Linked DNA regions of Bombyx mori: region 1 is linked to region 2. A link is a contact called in public Hi-C data. All regions are on one chromosome and are shown on one strand. Each heading gives the region's core, a stretch centred on a gene start, on an enhancer-like site or on the middle of the called end of the contact. The rest is flanking DNA. Distances are from core to core; before and after follow the strand shown.

What was found. Hi-C and Micro-C count contacts between places; a contact is called where the count stands out from the background.
Region 1: a Hi-C map of posterior silk gland shows a contact between it and region 2, with 1.7 times the contacts expected there. The contact joins two enhancer-like sites. A contact is called at or near these places in 2 of 7 Hi-C or Micro-C datasets (posterior silk gland and whole pupa).

The regions. Positions count from the first base shown.
Region 1 is chr21:5,842,640-5,848,517 of ASM3026992v2, reverse strand. It overlaps LOC101735428 (cyclic AMP-responsive element-binding protein 3-like protein 3-B), which reads left to right. Exons shown (of 8, transcript XM_012693370.4): 7 at 552-750; 8 at 2,636-3,677. The coding sequence ends at 3,120. It overlaps LOC101739040 (casein kinase I), which reads right to left. Exons shown (of 13, transcript XM_062674689.1): 13 at 4,436-5,878. Among protein-coding and RNA genes, the nearest start is that of Mir2794, 4.7 kb to the right of the region's middle. Within about 2 kb of position 2,732, at least 1 of the 8 cell types and tissues checked has open chromatin away from gene starts, as enhancers often do.
Region 2 is chr21:5,699,347-5,705,448 of ASM3026992v2, reverse strand. LOC101738898 (DENN domain-containing protein Crag) reads right to left here. Exons shown (of 34, transcript XM_012693346.3): 22 at 5,550-5,653; 23 at 4,924-5,035; 24 at 3,876-3,984; 25 at 3,153-3,350; 26 at 2,402-2,476. Among protein-coding and RNA genes, the nearest start is that of LOC101746488, 16 kb to the left of the region's middle. Within about 2 kb of position 3,223, at least 3 of the 8 cell types and tissues checked have open chromatin away from gene starts, as enhancers often do.

The sequences.
Region 1 (5,878 bases), core at 1,483-3,982, 140 kb before region 2:
CTAATCGAAAACGTGAGTTTTCATTACGATAACGGAGATTTCGAAAATTTTCAATCTTTAGTTTTCGATACCGTAAGGTGTTGATTGCATCTGAACGACACTAGATGGCGCCGTCACTTCAAATTACTTTATTACGCGGAAAATTACCGTCAAATCCTAATTGTAAATTTTTGTTACCCACAATAAAATATAGAATATATATAAAAATGAATTGCTGTTCGTTAGTCTCGCTAAAACTCGAGAACGGCTGGACCAGTTTCGCTAATTTTGATCTTGAATTATTTGTGGAAGTCCAAAGAAGGTTTAAAAGGTAGATAAATATGAAAATGCTCGGAATTAAATAAAAATACTATTTTTGTTTTTCCTTTGATGTGTACCCCCCCTCCCCCGTCGGACAGATTTGTTTGTTTTAAGTTTATGTTATACAAAAGTTTAGGGACTTTTATTTATCGATTGCAGCACTACGAAGTGTGCCGGGTCGGCTAGTAAAATATAGAATTGGTATTTCTAGGGTACAGGTTTAATTTATGTTTTCGTTTGAATCTTTACAGAACGTATTAAAGGGTGCGAGTGGTAGCAGTACGAACAAGTCTGCCCAGCCGGCCACGTGTCTGCTAGTGCTGCTGTTGTCCGTGGCGCTAGTGGCGCTGCCCTCCCTCCGCGACGAGGCCCCGCCCCGCGCCTCGCCCGCCTCCCCCGCCGCGCCCGCCTCCCCCGCAGTCACGCGGGCTCTACTCTCCGCCACCAACAGTACGTCTATATAATAATACTTGCCGTACTCGCCCGCTTCGCTGGGCATTTAAAATTAACATTATTATTTATTGTCATTATTATTAGGGAGTCCGACACTCATATAAATTTTAGCCTATCAATTAAGTACATGTATTTTTCACATGGATACCAAGTTTCAAGTCAATCGGATGCATAGTTCAGTAGTTATAACGGAACATCCGTAAAAACCACAGCAGATTTATATATTAGTATAGATTAAAGGGTGAAAGGCTATTTGGATTAAGCGATATATCTTTGTAATTAAAGATCCGTTTTCTTTGGTATCAGTATCAACAATTCGATGTTTTCAATTGAACTTCGATTAAGTTTACTACCTCATTCAAATAGCTAAAGAAGTTTTTTTGAAGTAAAACTTCTAATGTGACTTCTAACAAGGTAGCGTTAAACGTTTAACGCTACCATGGAATAGTAAGAGACAGATCGAGAGTTAATACGTGACACTCGAACGCATGCGCGTAGTATACCTGTTACAGGCCGGTGTGAGCGGTAGCGGTATATGTATATTTATTTTTCTATCTATAATTTAAAAAATATAATATAAATGTTGAAGATGTCGCATCTCTTATACACAGCGTTCCCTATTACAAGAACAATCTGTTTTAAGGATGAAAAATGAAGAAAACCATAATACTAGGTACACATCGAAAAAGAAGTTTCACTTCATTCACGTGCACCAAGTTGCACGCGTACCGATTTTTTTTTTTGTTATGATATTATTCCTAATTTTAAAACTTTAATGGCTCTCCTATGAAGTTGCAAAAATTTTGCTTAAAACAAATAGTATTTCACCCCTCGATATAGAATATCAAAAGAAGAAGAGTTTACGAAGCACCTCGCCAAAAAAAAAACAAAGCTCATGTCGAAGTCATATAGTTTTTGTAAAGATATTTTTTGTCATTTACATTCAAAATGAATCATGAACCCACTTTGATTACTGGAGAAACTTGCAAAAGATTCTAAACGAACAATGAGTATCGGATCTGGAAATTACGTAACGTTTTCATTTCAGTGGTGATGAGCTTACATAAGGCCCGTTTTATTGCTTCAAACAGTTCAATGGACAACTAGTGCATTACATAACTGATTTGTTTAAATTTTCTTGCATGAAAAAATACATTAAGGTAATTGCTAATGTATTAACAAAGTAGATCAGAAAATGATACTTTGGATAAATAGGTGGTAATATAATAACAAGAAATAAATTAAATTATATAGGAAAATTAGATTATCTGTAAAGTTATACTGCTGCCGTTATTATTTTGTGATAATTAAACATGCACAGAACGAACGCACATAAGCGACATGTTACGTAGGTTAATGTCAAATGGAAGCGAGCGGGAAATTACATAGTAACTATACTGAGACCTTAGAACTTAAATCTCAAGGTGGGGTATTTACGTTGTAGATGTCAATGGGCTCCAGTAACCGCTTAAACCAGGTGGGCCGTGAGCTCGTCCACCCACCTAAGCAATAAAAAAAATCATTATTTTCATAATTTCAGCTCAATCGAAAATGTAAACAGTACCTACTATCTTTATTGGTGGTAGGACCTCTTGCGAGTCCGCGCGGGTACCACCACCCCGCCTATTTCTGCCGTGAAGCAGTAATGCGTTTCGGTTTGAAGGGTGGGGCAGTCGTTTTAACTATACTTGAGACCTTATATCTCATAGTGGGTGGTGCATTTACGTTTTATATGTCTATGGGCTCCAGTAACCATTTAACACCCACCATTCTAAGCAAGCAATAAAAAAAATTGATTTTACGTGAATTTCACTACGCACGTCACTACTCTAAATTCGTAGTTTGGACATTATCTAAATTACAATGTTTTTTTTTTTTGTAGAAATGACGTTGGATGAGACGGTGATCGACGATGGAGAGTTCAACATGGACGAGCTGATCACCTTCAACCGCCCGCACTCGGACCACGACTACCAGGTCGTCAAGAGCCTAGACACTCACAAGGTTCTGCCAAACGGCTACGTCGACCTCCCCATAGACGAGGACTGGCCGCCTAATCTCAAGAAACGTATGAAAAAACTCGAATTCGACTACGAAGACGGCCGGGATTACCTAACGCCCGTAGTCAAAGAGGAGAATTACGGCAGTTACAAGATCGAAGCGAAAATCAAACCGGATCTCACTGAGGATTTCTTGACGAACACACTGCTGTCCACGGGACGGAAATTAGGAGAATTGTTCGACATTATGCCGCCGATACCCGTCAAAAACGAAGACATCGTCATTGAGGAGGTATCCGACCACGAGACCAGAAACACGACCGAAGTCAGGAGTTTTGTTGTCAACGGCACCGCTAATAACTTTTAAATATACAATTATTTAATTCCTTTAAAAATTCCGTTTACTTTTTTTTTGTTACCTTTTAATAATAATTTTACTATTAGATTTGTTTCCTGAATATTTGTGTTTTTTTTATTTGTGAAGACGATGTATGTGACTCATGATTCCATATTTTAAGATCAATTTTTATTTTAATAATTTTAGTCTTTTAGATTTTATGTGTTAGTGAGATTGTGAAGAATGATTATTACGTAAATTAAGATTATAATTTTATATTAAATTACTATATGCGGAGAGTTTATAATTTATTTTTAAAAGTCAAAATTAATATATATACAATCAATTTTTATATTTTTTACAGAGAAATTACACTTTCACTGTGCATGTCTATCTATAATTTTAAGCATTTTATTTTGGGTGCAATTACATTTTAGTTACAGATTTAATTGTTCTAGTAAAAGTATAGTTCTATCTCAATATTAGTTTTAGATTATTTTATATTATCTACTTACAGAGCGGACAAGATTCACTGTTGTGTTATCCTATACTGATTATTTTGGTTCGAATAAATATTTTATTGAAAAGATTTGTCTTTCATTGGGATACTTTAATTCTCATGAGCTCTTCTATAAACTACATATTACAAAAGTTTAGTTTAGATTAAAACATATTTAAATAAAGGATCTTGGAAATTATGTAGTCTTAAAGCTTATTAGTGTCGTGAATACAAATATAATGAAGTGACCGACTATAGATAAAGAGGCATTTGACTTTAAGTGTCTGTTATACTTATCACGGTGCAACGGGAACCGACTTGTTGGGACACAGAAGAGGAAAACCCAAAACTTTTAAAGAAAAACGTATTCTTACTAAAGAATTCATGTCGAGTTTAGCAGCTAAACTAAACTTTAGCTCAAACATTATTTTTATTTATCACTAGCTGACCCGGCAGACTTCGTAGTGCCTCAATCGATAAATAAAAGACCTAAGCTTTTGTATAAAATAAACTTAAAACAAACAAAAGGAATCCGTCCGACGGGGGACACATCAAAGGTAAAACAAAATTGTTATTTTTATTTAATTCCGAGCATTTTCATATTTATCTACCTTTTGAACCTTCTCTGGACTTCCACAAATAATTTAAGTTCAAAATTAGCCAAATCGGTCCAGCCGTTCTCGAGTTTTAGCGAGACTAACGAACAGCAATTCATTTATATATGTATAGATTGTCGTTATTATAGAATCTTAAATACACCGAACATCCAGTTTTGTTCTAAAAATGACTTAACTTTAATACAGCGGGCGCGCGGCGACAAAACGAAATCATAAAGAATAAAACTAGTATCTTATAATAAGCTTTATTTAATTATGAGTTAACAAATATTTTCGTATCTTTTGAACAGGGTTGTGACCTTAACTGAATACAAGTCAAATTGCGTACGCAAATCGTTTAACCATACAAATTACAGAAGAAGAAAAGAAAAACCACTGAGAACTCTTTTTTTTTTTCTATGAATATTAATATTAATTTTTATACTTACAATAAGAATTCAATTCAGTTTCAAAAGCATCATTGCATTATAAATACATAAATTTAATAACTATAGCTCAAAAACCTTCCTCGTGCGTCTTCAAGCCGAGCGACTGAACATGACTTACTTAGTAAGCGAAACTTTAAAATTAACTACCCAAATAGAATATTGCCACATGAATTCTGAACAAAGTGACTGTCGTCGATATATCGACGTCCCACACGCGCGACGTCCAACACATGATTAGTGCACACGCTCAATCACATTGAATGAAGACGAAATACGAAAATTAAATAATAATGTGCATTATAAGATAGCGGGTAAGTCTTGATTAATACGAACAAAAAAAATTGAAAAAAAAAAAACTTATCGCACAGAAATGCGAAGATATATATATTCAGTTCGCTCCATGATATAATTACCTAATTTAATACACACAGAACCCGGATCCAACCTTACATTCTTCACAACATAACGATTTTTGGGTGAAACGTCGACCGACAATAAACACCAACTATAAATTCAGTAATTCCCTTGAGATCAAAGCACTTTGTTACATTACGATTCTCGAGCATCAAACTGTTCGTATTAAAATAACAGCCTTAACATTTCTATAAAACTTCGTTACGGAGGTTGTTTCCGAAATTTCCGAGTCGGTGCTTATCACGAGACATCCATTCAATTCATTCACATTAAATATCGCGGAGCAAAAATCGTTCATTCGCTTAATAAAAGATCACACAATTTGACTTCATTTTTTTTTTAAATACCCGATCTAATTTGATTATTCTATCTAGCAAATAGAAAGTAACAATTAGTTACACAGCTCATCATTTTTTCGAAACAAGGTTTTTTTTTTGTTTACATTTGATTATCGCTGCACGATCGTAAAATAATCTTAACGATCAATCAAACCACAAGAATACTTTAATATTTCACAATAAGTTACCAAACGAAGAAAAATAAACCAATATTAAACTGTATTCTTATTACTTTTTTTCTTAATTTTAAATATTTCCGTTAACTTAAACGACAATATTCGTATTATCTTCACTCCCCCTTCCCCCCCTAAAATATGAAAACGACACAACAAGATGTTATTTTTATTGTTTACATACATACATATATAAAACATTTGAACTTACCAATAGCCAAATGAATAACTCCTAATGCACGGGATACAATTTTGTGATGACTACAAAACGGTGACTAATCAAAAATACTTTATAAAAACTTTAGAGCAACCGACAACG
Region 2 (6,102 bases), core at 1,974-4,473:
TGACTCCATACAGAGGAGGGCCGTTCGGATTGTCGATAATCCCATTCTCACGGATCGTTTGGAGCCTCTGGGTCTGCGGAGGGACTTCGGTTCCCTCTGCATTTTGTACCGTATGTTCCATGGGGAGTGCTCTGAGGAATTGTTCGAGATGATACCGGCATCTCGTTTTTACCATCGCACCGCCCGCCACCGGAGTAGAGTTCATCCATACTACCTGGAGCCACTGCGGTCATCCACAGTGCGTTTCCAGAGGTCTTTTTTGCCACGTACCATCCGGCTATGGAATGAGCTCCCCTCCACGGTGTTTCCCGAGCGCTATGACATGTCCTTCTTCAAACGAGGCTTGTGGAGAGTATTAAACGGTAGGCAGCGGCTTGGCTCTGCCCCTGGCATTGCTGAAGTCCATGGGCGACGGTAACCACTCACCATCAGGTGGGCCGTATGCTCGTCTGCCTACAAGGGCAATAAAAAAAAAAAAAAAAAAAAAAAATTTAATATTATTTGCCTATAGTGTAGTCTTGGCGAAATCTGTGATTATAGAAGTAAGATTATAGAAGATTATAGAAGTCTTTGACCATAGAACCATAATAATGTTCAAACTTAAAATTTCAATTAATTATAGTCGAATTTCGACTACTTGGGGACCACTAGTATTATAATATAATCAAACTAAAATAGTTAATCTAACATATTATATTCATTTGTGCTGTTCTTAATATCACAGATTCGCGTACGGAAAAACTGATCAAATTATTTATATTTCGAATTTTTTTTTCTCTCGAAGTTACCGTCATTTTTGTTAATACTGTGACATCGAAAAAATCAATGTCTAAGAGGCTGGAGTAATTTAACGAAATATATACATAAACAATAAAAAAATAGTTGAGATTTTAAAATGTATTAAAATAATAAAAGTTTTTGCGAGGCGAACGAAACTTATATTCGATGTGAAAGTTAAACTTTTGTTATATGCAAACAAAACTGCGGTCGTTATAAAGACACAATAAGCTCCAAGGTCTCACCTGAAGTAGTTCTCGATCATAGCCTTTCCGATTTTCATGTTTTCCTTTCGCAACGACAGCCGTGCAGGCGAATAGCGTCTAAGGAAATAAATAAGCTAGCATACGCGACTTGCTGTGCGGTTAAATTATAAAATATATATATATAAATAGTATATATAAAAATATGCAAATAAAAAAACATACACAAATTGATCACATACGAAAAAAATTAAAACGCTACTCAAGAATTTCGTTACATCGAATTTTATGAGATTGGTTTTTTTTTATTGTAAATCTACAAAGCAAAGGAAAAATAATAAATTTTAATGGAACTACATTTATTGGCAGTTTTTTTTTAATATATTTCTTTTGAAGTGCAGCCACCTTAAAACATGATGTGACTTCAAGATGTGTAACAAGTTTAATTCAGTTCAAGCGATTTGTTTAATGATTTAGTACAGTGTTTCCCAATTAGAGCTCCAGAGGTAATCTTAAGCACTCAATAAAACAAGAAAAATTATATTATTAACTTTTAAGGCATTTAAGCCTTCGTCAAACAGAACGCGTAATTAGCGCGCGTCAGAGCGCTAAACTGACTCCGTGCTATGACCCCGTGATGTGTTGTACTAATATAGTAACATACCGTCAAACAGAGCCCCAACGCTATAAGTACGCAGCGCTATGTCGCGGCATTAGGACGCTTTGACGTCAGGCGTTGAAATTTTTTACAAATTTTATTTTAGCGTCCGAGTGAATGTGTATTAAAATACTAGATAATGCCCGAAAAAATGATATAAATAGTTAGAAAATACCAATGCTTATACAATGCCACATCTGAATCACTCGATTTCTTAATACTTTTAAATTTTCACACTGCTATCGAAAGGCACTATGATTTGGCGAATACGTTGCGTCGAGGAGCGTTAAGACTCATCTAGTCAATTGGTGTGACATGAAAAGAGCGCGACGTTAAGTACGCGGCGCTAAGTACGCGTTCTGTTTGTCGAATGCTTAACAGATTTTCAATTTGTAATGTGAAAAATATTTCTTACCGGTGATAAAAATCGCACATCGATTTTTAGAAAGAGACAATCAGCTAATTTCGGTTTCGTATAGCATTGTCTCTTTCGCTCGAAACACTAAAAATCCGACCGCACATTACCCCGGTCTAGGACAAACGTCGCACGGGTAGTGTGCGACAGAGATAGCGCTCTACGACTACGCAAATACTCGATTATCTCTTTCCAAAAATCGATGTGCAATATTTATCGCCGGGTACTGTATTAATTCGTATTTATTTTCTCATTTCAAACTTAATCGGGAATCGCTGTTTTAGCCTTTACACTTCTAATGTATGTAAACAGAGCTGCTAATGCAAGCGCGATTGTTTTGTGACTCACCCGAAATTGAGCTTCAGAGTGTTCCCAAGGCTAACGAGGCTCGAGGAGACCGTCCCGGCGGGCACCGTCTCGCTCCTGTGCAGTTTCCTGCGCACAGGAAACTATCGAGGTTATCTTGTCACACGGACGCGTCGCCCCCCTAACCCGCCGCTGTGGGGGCGGTGTGGGGGGCGACTAGGTATTTAATAAGTTCATTTATTTTATCGAGCACTTTCATTTAAGATTCTTTTTTATACGTGATACTGTTTATAATTATGTTGAAATTTAGGAAGTAGATACTTAAAAAAAAAATGGTGTAATCCGAAATACCCAATTCTTCTGCATTAAGTACGAAAATTGTTTTTTATGTTTGAATGGGTCCGGTTCAAGGTGGGACAATCGGCTTCTAGACATTTTTCTTTACGAAATTTACTGGTGGTAAGTCGTCGTCTTCTGAGTCCGAACGGGTAGGTACCGCCACCCTTCCTATTTCTGGCGTAAAACAGTAATGCTTTTCGGTTTGAAGAGTAGGGTAGCCGTTGTACTGAACTGAGGCCTTTGGAACTCTAGTCTCAAGGTGGCGGCATTCACGTTGTAGATGTCTATGGGCTACGGTAACCACTTAACACTGGGTGGGCCGTGAGCTTGTGCACCAATTTAAGAAATAAAAAAATTGGTTCCCAATAATAAATTGATAAAGCTATCAATAATATAAATAAAAGTTGAGTGTTTACGGGTGCAAAATGAGTAAATAAAAAAGGAATATGTATACCCTAACTGTTCGGGCGGATCATCCTGGAAGGAGTTGCTGCGGCGATGGAAGAGCTTAGGGCTGACGCTAAGCTCGTGCTTCGGCAGAGGAGGGTCCGCGGGGGAGGGGGTGCGCGGGGGCGCCGCCTCGTCCGGGACAGGGGGGACGCTCAGGGCACCCAGGGGGTCGTCACTTAGTACTGGTGTTCTTGGCGATACTCTGCGATGTCAAATAAAGAAACCTTATTTAATACATGGTTAATTGTAAATAATGTATCGTCTAATGCGATTACGCAATATTCATATATGTGTGTTTGTCTACAAATAAAAATATATATAACAGGAGCATTCAGAAAAATATGTGTTTCGCTAGCAAATTTTTGTATTATTATTTCACTTTGTAAGTTTGTACTGGTGGATTTCATGGAACAGAAAATATTTGACAGATGCTTGAATCGTAATAACAATATTTTCAAGATAAGATTGCGTATACATTCATAACGTCGGTCTACCGATTTCACCTGCTCGAGGGAAGATCTTCCTTATTTCGTAACGTCCCAAAAGTTTATAAGAATTCACATATAAAAACCGATAGCACACGTTTCATATATAATATTTTGTTTTAACTGAACCAAAGTCGTGAATAAGAAACTTTTATGTTTTAGAATAATGTAGAATAATTTAGAAGATGAAAATAAAAAAAATACTCGGTTAAAAAAATTCTATATATCAATAAAATTCTGACCTGAGCGGAGAAGCCTTCGATGTTTTCAACGTCTCAACATCCACGTCCTTGTCAGATTCCTCAGGGAAGCTCAACGCCCTCGAACACTTCGTTTTCGCGTTCGAAATACCTAAAACAAAGTTTCTACATTGTTTTTGAAGTGAAACTTCTAATGTGACTTCCAACAAGGTTGCGTTAAGGGTTTAACGTTTCTGGGGAGGAGAAATAGAAAGAGACAGAGTGAGTGTGAATGCGTGACACTCGTACGCTTGCGCGTAGTATACCTGTTACAGGCCAGCGCGAGCCTTAGCAACGAGTAGCGTCCAAGAAGGATTAAAAAAAAATATATTTTTTTATATCTATCATTTAAAATATACATAATATAAATGTTGAAGATGTCGCGTCTCTTATACACAGCATTCCCTATTACAAGAGCAATCTGTTTTAAGAATGAAAAATGAAGAAAACCACAATACTACACATCGAAAAAGAAGTTTCACTTCATTCACGAGCACCAAGTTTTTTTTGGTCACGATATATCCGTTATTGTAACGCAATCGAAGTAGCGACGTATACTGAAGAGCCTGGTGCTAAAGCCGGTCAACATCAGCCTTAAGCTTAATCTTAATTAAGTAAAAGTGCTGCGCGTTTGCTGAACTGTAAATTTCCAAGCTCTGATTTAATTTAACGTCTCAGTAGCTGTGACGATGGTAACACGCTCCCTCACAAGCAAACCAAAAAAAACATTCAATGACTAGGTAAGCTAATGATGATTGATTACTCATCGATTTAGAAAATATAACTTTTCTAACTCATTTTTAAGAGACGCCGTTGACCCCGAAAGACCGGACGCCTGTATTTTAATTATTTAACAGCACGCTCGATGAAAAACATAAGTAAAATTGTTCACCCAAAAATCTTATCCTTATGCTTTGAGGAGTAACGCTACCTGAAAAACGATTCCTTACACACTAAATATCCATCGAATTTTAGTTTATATTAAATTCGAAGAATTCTAACGTAATTGAATGTAACATTCTATGTAGATGATAGAACAAATAAAGCTTACCCGTAAACGAAAGCCTCTGCAAGTTCTGCACTATTTGAGCGTCTCCCGCGAAACTTTCTGATCTCGTTAGAATGCGAAGATCCGATGGACTGTCAGGGCTGACGTGGATAGTCTAAAAATAATAAGCAGTCAATAAACTCATAATATATAAGAATACGCATATACAACCTGGCCTAGACTTTTCTAATGACGATTATATTAATAACTAGCGAACCCGGCGAACTTTGTTCCGCCACACGGTTTGTTTCAAACATATCAACTGGTCAACTTCAAAATTTTACTTTATTTAACCATAGAACGTTTAGCTGTCAGTTGCATTTTGTTATTCCATATCAGTTGCGTTTTGTTATACCACGTTTTATGTCACGTCCCACGGGAACCCGATAAAAAGTCAAAAACTGGTATTCAATTCATCAACAATGGAGTGTGAGGTCAAATAGGCAGCGGCTTGGCTCTGCCCCTGGCATTGCTGAAGTCCATGGGCGACGGTAACCACTCACCATCAGGTGGGCCGTATGCTCGTCTGCCTACAAGGGCAATAAAAAAAAAAATAAAAAAAAAATAACACTCATGGACATTAAAATAAATTTCCGTTTATTCATTTTAATGTTTAATTGAATACAGACCTGTCTTTTATCCGACACAGTAATAGGCGAATCTGGCTCATCGTTCCCTAGTGAATTACTTCTCGGCCTTGTCGATGAACTTAAGTCGGGGTTCGACGGTACACCTGAATGATAAAAATAATAATTACAATTTTTTTTTTAGTTTGTAGTCAACAAGTTGTCCAGTCTATGAGATATGTCAATTTTTAAATAGACAAAGACAATTATAGTTAACTTTTTTTCTATGCATTTCGTTGATTATACGGAATACCCAGCCCATTGAATTTCTCGCTGGATGTTCTCATTGGGTCGCGTTTCCGAACCGGTGGTAAAATCTGCGAGGCACTTCTTGCTAAGGCCAGTGTTAGCAATACTCCCGGTTTGAGCCCCGTAAGCTCACTTACTAATTCGGTGAATCTAGAATAACCCCTCGAGGTTATTAGAATAGATGTATTACTTACTGGTGGTAGGACCTCTTGTGAGTCCGCACGGGTAGTTACCACCACCCTGCCTATTTCTACGGTGAAGCAGTAATGCGTTCCGGTTTGAAGGGTGGGGCAGCAGTCGTAACTCT